Linked DNA regions of Anas platyrhynchos: region 1 is linked to region 2. A link is a contact called in public Hi-C data. All regions are on one chromosome and are shown on one strand. Each heading gives the region's core, a stretch centred on a gene start, on an enhancer-like site or on the middle of the called end of the contact. The rest is flanking DNA. Distances are from core to core; before and after follow the strand shown.

Region 1 (3,110 bases), core at 301-2,800, 150 kb before region 2:
TTTTATTTATTTTATTTACTTATTTTTATTTATTTAACCAACTTTAAAACTTCAGGCCCCGCCGTGGTCCCCATTTGGCTCCCAGCCGTGCCCGGGACCGCGTGGACCCCCCCTGGGGGCTGCTGCCCGGGGGGCTGCCGCTGCCCCTGGGGCTCCTGGAGCTGCGGGAGGGCAGCGGGGACCGGGGGGGGGGGACCGGGAGGGACCGGGGGGGGGGGCCGGGGCCGTGCTCGGGGCCCAAGAACCGGGCCCGCGGCCGCCCTGAGGCAGCTGCGCACTGCGCCTGCGCGCACCGTGGGGGGGGTGGGGACCGGTTGTGACGTAGCAGCGGGCGGCTTCCGGTTCCGCTCTCTCTCTCTCGTCGGCGGCGAGGCGCGGTGCGGGCGGGCTGCGGGGCCTGAGGGGGGGGGGGGCGGCACCGGGGGGGGCACCGGGGGTCGGGGACGGGCCCCGAGGGGCGCGGATGGTGCCCAAGGGACGTGGGATGGGGCCCGGGGCGGGTCGTGAGGGTCGTGGGTTGAGGCCCGGGGGTTGAGGGGAGCGGGGCCGGGAGCGGGGGCTGGGCCTCGGCCTCGGCCTAGGGCGGGCGGCGGTGACGCGGCCTCAACCCCCCCCCCCCTCCCTCCTTCTAGACCCCCCCCCCCCGGTGCCAAGATGCAGATCTTCGTGAAGACGCTGACGGGCAAAACCATCACCCTGGAGGTGGAGCCCAACGACACGATCGAGAACGTCAAAGCCAAGATCCAGGACAAGGAAGGTACCGGCGGCACCCGGCCCGGCCCCCCCCCGTTATCCACCACCCCCCCCCCCCACCGTTACCCGGTGCTAACGGCTTCCTTCACCCCCCCCCCCTTTTTTTTTAGGGATCCCCCCCGACCAGCAGCGGCTGATCTTCGCGGGCAAGCAGCTGGAGGATGGCCGCACGCTCGCCGACTACAACATCCAGAAAGGTGCCTGTGGTGGCCGAGCCCCGCACATGGATTTGGGCCCCCCCGGTGGTCCCCAGCACCCCCCCCCCGGTGCCCGCTGATGTTTGTCTCTCTTCCAGAGTCCACCCTGCACCTGGTGCTGCGCCTGCGCGGGGGCATCATCGAGCCCTCCCTGCGGCAGCTCGCCCAGAAGTACAACTGTGACAAAATGATCTGCCGCAAGTACGGCCCTGACCCCTCTGACACCCCCCTAAAACCCCCCACATCACCCAGGGCTCTCCCCACGCTTCATCCCTTTCCCTAAAAACCCTTTTCCAGCCCTTTTTCCTCTCACCTGCCCCTCGCTGACGTTTCTCTGCTCCCTTTTCCAGGTGCTACGCTCGCCTCCATCCCCGCGCCGTCAACTGCCGCAAGAAGAAGTGCGGCCACACCAACAACCTGCGCCCCAAGAAGAAGGTCAAGTAGAGCCCTTGGGGCCCGGCCCCGCGCGGCCACGGCGCCGTCCCAATAAAATATCTCAGCGTTCGCACCCTGTCCTGTTGTTTTTTTGCCCCGAAATGTCGTGGTTTTGTGTGAAAAGGGGGCTGGAGGGGGGGGGTGGTGGTGATGCCGGGCGGTGCCTGCAGGTGGCGGCGGTGCCGCGCTGCGCCGCGCTCCGCCTCCGGTCCTACCGGGCCTGCGCCCTCCGCCACCGCCGCCGAGCAGGGCCCGGGACCGGGCCATGGTGAGCGGGACGGGGCCGTAACGGGGTGGGACAGGGAGCGGAACCGGGAGCGGTTCCCCGAGGGGTTGGGAGGGTCCTGGGGTAACCGGGACCGGGCCGTGTGGCTGGGGGGGGAGAGGGGGCGGGTTCCGCCGTGCCTCTGCGGTGACTCCCGGTACCGATCCCCGGTCCCGGTGCTGATCCCCGGTCCCGTGCTCCGTGCGCGCTTACGGACCGGGATCGCGCTCGGTTCTGACCCAGCGGAACCGGGCACGGAGCTCCTGGGGGGGCGCCTCGGTGCTGCGGTACCGGAGCCGTGCGTTGGGGTCGTTAACGGGGAGGGAGCGGGCACCGGGCCGGTGCCCCACGTCCCCGCCGCCCCTTTCTCTTCCCCCCCCTCCCCAGACCGACGAGGCGGTGCGGGCGCTGCTGCAGCGCTTCTACGCCCTGCAGGGAGAGCGCGTGGAGGCGTACCGGCTGCTGGAGGAGTGAGTAATGGGAACGGGGAACGGGGCCCTCGCAGCGGTGGTGAAGCCCTAATGGGGTGGAACCCTAATGGGATGGAATCCCCCGGCCCTATTGGGATGGAATCCCCCAGCCCTATCGGGATAAATCCCTCAGTCCTAACGGGGTGGAATCCCCCTGCCCTATTGGGATGGAAGCTCCCAGCCCTAACGGGACAGAAGTCCCCAACCCTATTGGGATAAATCCCTTGGTCCTATCAGGATGGAATCCCCCAGTCCTATTGGGATGGTTCCCCAAGACATAATGGAATGGAATCCCCCAGCCCTATCAGGATGGAATCCCCTGGCCCTATGGGGATGGATTCCCCAGCCATAATGGGACAGAATCCCCCAGCCCTACCGAGATAAATCCCTCAGTCCTAACGGGGTGGAAACCCCCAGCCTTATCAGGACGAATCCTCCAGCCCTATTGGGATGGAAGCTCCCAGCCCTAATGGGACAAATCCCCCAGCCCTAATGGGACAGAAGTCCCCAACCCTATTGGGATAAATCCCTCAGTCCTATCAGGATGGAATCCCCCAGCCCTAATGAGATGAAATCCCCAAGTCCTATCAGGATGGATCCCCAAGACCTAATGGAATGGAAATCCCCAGCCCTAATGGGATGGATCCCCCAGCCCTATTGGGATGGAATCCCCTGGCCCTATGGGGATGGATTCCCCAGCCTTAAAGGGATGGAATCCCTCAGCCCTATTGGGATGGAAGCTCCCAGCCCTAATGGGACAAATCCCCCAGCCCTAATGGGATGGAAGCCCCCAACCCTATGGGGATAAATTCCCCCAGCCCTAATGGGGTGGAATCCCCCAGCCCCATCAGACTGGCTTCCCCCCTCCCTATTTCTGCACCCCCATGGGATCAAGCTGCCGGGGTTGCTGACGAGCTCCAGCTGGCAGGGGACGCCCGCCCCGGACACCTGCATCCCATTTTCGCAGCAGCCGGGGGATGATTTATTCCG
Region 2 (3,029 bases), core at 508-3,007:
CATTCTCTCTACTTGTTTCTTTTTCCCTCCTCTACTTGGTGCACTATTTTCCTAGGACAAAGATCCTTTTCAATCTTCATCTAGATCTTTTCAGCTTCACAGCTGCAAATCTGGTATGTTGCTTCCGTTCCATGCTTTACCCTACACCAAAAGCAAGAACAAAATTGAAGTTACTTATATACTTGTATACTGATACATATTTGCATCTTAGCGGGAAGGCTTTATTAAGGAAAAGGGACCGAATATCCTAACCTTTCAAATCAATGCTTTTCACAACACCCAGGAGATACCTTAGAAGAGCTTTGGTTTGTGCTAATAATGTTGAAATGAGGGCACCCAAATCCCAAACTTGCTGTTTATTTATGGACTGAAGCATGCACTACTACTCATCTCCGCGCAGCCCAGTCCTTCATCTTCCAGAGAGCATCCATGGCCCACCCCACTGCATTCATCTCGTACCAATTCAGCCTTCAGACTATCACACAGTTATATTAGGTATCACAGGCATAATAGGTATTACAGCTGGAGCAGGCATTACCATAATACCAAATCCTTCTTAATCAGCACGTCTGTCTCAAAACTCTTAACACCCCTGCAGAGCAGCCTTGCCCAGACCATGCCTCCGGTAGCAGACACCACACACCCCTTCAAATGGGGACATGAGGCAGGCTGCAGCAATTTCAGGTGGTATGAAGGAGGGAATGAAGGCCCCAGGCTGTCCCCACACCTACCCCAGGCCCCTCACATTAACCTTGTGGCACCATGGGGGCACTATCTGGCTTCACACCCTGCAGCTGCTGCCTCTGCCAGGGCTGGCAGCCAGCACAGCCCTTCTTCTCCTCCCTGCAACCGTCCCGGGGCCCTTTGTGGAGAAGATGCCAACCACCTCAGGGAAATTAATTTACCACCTCAGGGTGATCCGCTCCCTCAGGGTGATACGCAGCCACCTCAGGGCAATCTGCCACCTCAGGGTGATTGATCTGCTCCCTCAGGGTGATCTAATACCTCAGGGTATTGATCCGCTCCCTCAGGGTGATCTGCCACCTCTGGGTGATCAATCCACCACCTCAGAGTGTTCTGCTCCTTCAGGGTGATCCGCAGCCACCTCAGGGCGATCGATCCGCTCCCTCAAAGCGATCCAGTCCCTCAGGGAGATCTGCCGCCACCTCAGGGTGATCCACTGCCACCTCAGGGCAATCGATTCACCACCTCAGGGCGATCCACTCCCTCAGGGTGATTGATCTGCTCCCTCAGGGCGATTGATCTGCCACCTCAGGGTGATCTGCTCCCTCAGGGTGATCGATCCACTCCCTCGGGGTGACGTGCTCCTTAAGGGCGATTGATCTGCTCCCTCAGAGCAATCGATCCACTCCCTCAGGGAGATCAGCTCCCTCAGGACAATCAATCCACCCCTTCACGCCACCCAGCCCCTCAGGTCACCCTCCCCTCTCCCTCACGACTTCTCCCCCCACCTCAGCGCTCTCCACCCCCCACCCCGCCCCCTTCACCCCGCCCCCCCACCTCCACTCGAGGGCCCATTGGCCGTCACCTCCATCAATCACCACCCCGTCCCCACCCCCTTCCCCCCCCCTCACCTCCCCCATTCCCTTTGGCGCCAACCTCCCCTTACCCCCCCCTCCCCCCCCCTTTCCCCCCCCTCCCTCCAGGCACCGCGCGCCCCCTCAGGCTGCAGCCCCGCCCCCCTCCCTCCCTCCCCGGGTGCGCGCGCTCCGCGTCCCCGTTGCCCCCCCCCCTCCCCTCCCCTCACGGGGCGGGGCGGGGCGTCGGGGCCGCGCGCTGCGCGTCACCGCTTCAGGGCCAGGCCTTGGCGCGCGGCGGCGGCGGCAGCGGCCGCTCGGCTCCGTTTTGGGCTCCCGCTCGGCTCCTCCCCGCGTTTCCCCCCACCTCAAGGCTCCCCTCAGGGTTCCCCCTTCTCCGTCTCCGTCCCCTCGTCGGGTTCGGTTCGCCCCCGGGGCCTTCCGTTGGGCGGCGGGAGCGAGCGCGGCCTGGTGCGCGCGGCGGAGCCCGCCGCTGGCGTAGCGCCGGGGCCCGGGCTGCGTGAGGTGAGGCCGGGCTGAGGTGAGGTGAGAGAGGAGGGAGAAGGGGGGGAAGGGGGAAGAAGCGCCGCTTCTCCTCTTCCTCCTCTTCCTCCTCGCCGCCGCCATGAGCGTGGAGGCGTACGGCCCCAGCTCGCAGACCCTCACCTTCCTGGACACCGAGGAGGCCGAGCTGCTCGGCGCCGACACTCAAGGCTCCGAGTTCGAGTTTACCGACTTCACCCTCCCCAGTCAGACCCAGACACCGCCAGGGCCCGGTCAGGCAGGGCCGGGACAAGGCCAAGGCCCCCCCGGAGCGGCCCAAGGCCCGCCAGGCCCCATCGAGGCGCAGGTGAGTACCGAGGGGGGGGGACACACAACGGGGGGGGGGCGGCTCCGGTACCGGGGAGGAGATGGGGGGGGGGGGGGGTCCGGAAGGGGCGGGCGGGGCCGCCGAGGGGAAGCCCTGGGCGGCCCCCGGGGCTCGGAGCTCGGCCCCCGGCCGGGGAAGAAGAAGGGGAAGCGGCCCCTGGAGGCCGGGCCTGGCACCGAGCGCCGCTCTCCGGGGCGGAGGAGGGAGCTCCGGGCCTCCTGACAGCCGGGCGGCGCCCGCCGGTGCGGTGCCGAAGGCTCCTGGTTGGGAGGGGAGGGGAGGGGGGGGGGTTGGCGATTTCGGTTTCTTTTCCTCTTTAAAATCCCATCCGAGGCAGCGTTCTGTTGCTGGAAGTTGGATGCTGCGAGGACTCAGCGCTGCTCCGTTTAAAAATCGCCTTTCTTCTCGACTCCAGCCACCGTGCGCTTTTAATTAATTAATTAATTATTACTATTTTTTTTTCCCCTTCCTACGTTGCCACCTTTGCTGCGGTATAGTTGCTAGGCTGGTTTGTTTTGGGTTTGTATGGGAGTGACAGCTGATACGGCCTCACACTCGTGCTCAGAGGTCCGGTTCCTCGTCGCTTAAAAGTGGTTTTTTTTCACGTAGTCTTCTGGTGG

Evidence for each region. Hi-C and Micro-C count contacts between places; a contact is called where the count stands out from the background.
Region 1: a contact with region 2 is called in a Hi-C map of subcutaneous adipose tissue, with 2.5 times the contacts expected there. The contact joins the promoter of REX1BD here to the promoter of UPF1 in region 2. A contact is called at or near these places in 3 of 8 Hi-C or Micro-C datasets (liver, skeletal muscle and subcutaneous adipose tissue).

Annotation. Positions count from the first base shown.
Region 1 is chr29:1,767,528-1,770,637 of IASCAAS_PekinDuck_T2T, reverse strand. REX1BD (required for excision 1-B domain containing) reads left to right here and starts at 1,550. Exons shown (of 5, transcript XM_038169189.2): 1 at 1,550-1,653; 2 at 2,038-2,120. The coding sequence starts at 1,651. It overlaps UBA52 (ubiquitin A-52 residue ribosomal protein fusion product 1), which reads left to right. Exons shown (of 5, transcript XM_072029201.1): 2 at 635-757; 3 at 864-950; 4 at 1,049-1,151; 5 at 1,301-1,463. The coding sequence starts at 655. The coding sequence ends at 1,394.
Region 2 is chr29:1,621,213-1,624,241 of IASCAAS_PekinDuck_T2T, reverse strand. UPF1 (UPF1 RNA helicase and ATPase) reads left to right here and starts at 1,757. Exons shown (of 24, transcript XM_038169253.2): 1 at 1,757-2,388. The coding sequence starts at 2,164. It overlaps LOC139999775 (a long non-coding RNA gene), which reads right to left and starts at 1,459. Exons shown (of 4, transcript XR_011805293.1): 1 at 906-1,459; 2 at 1-141.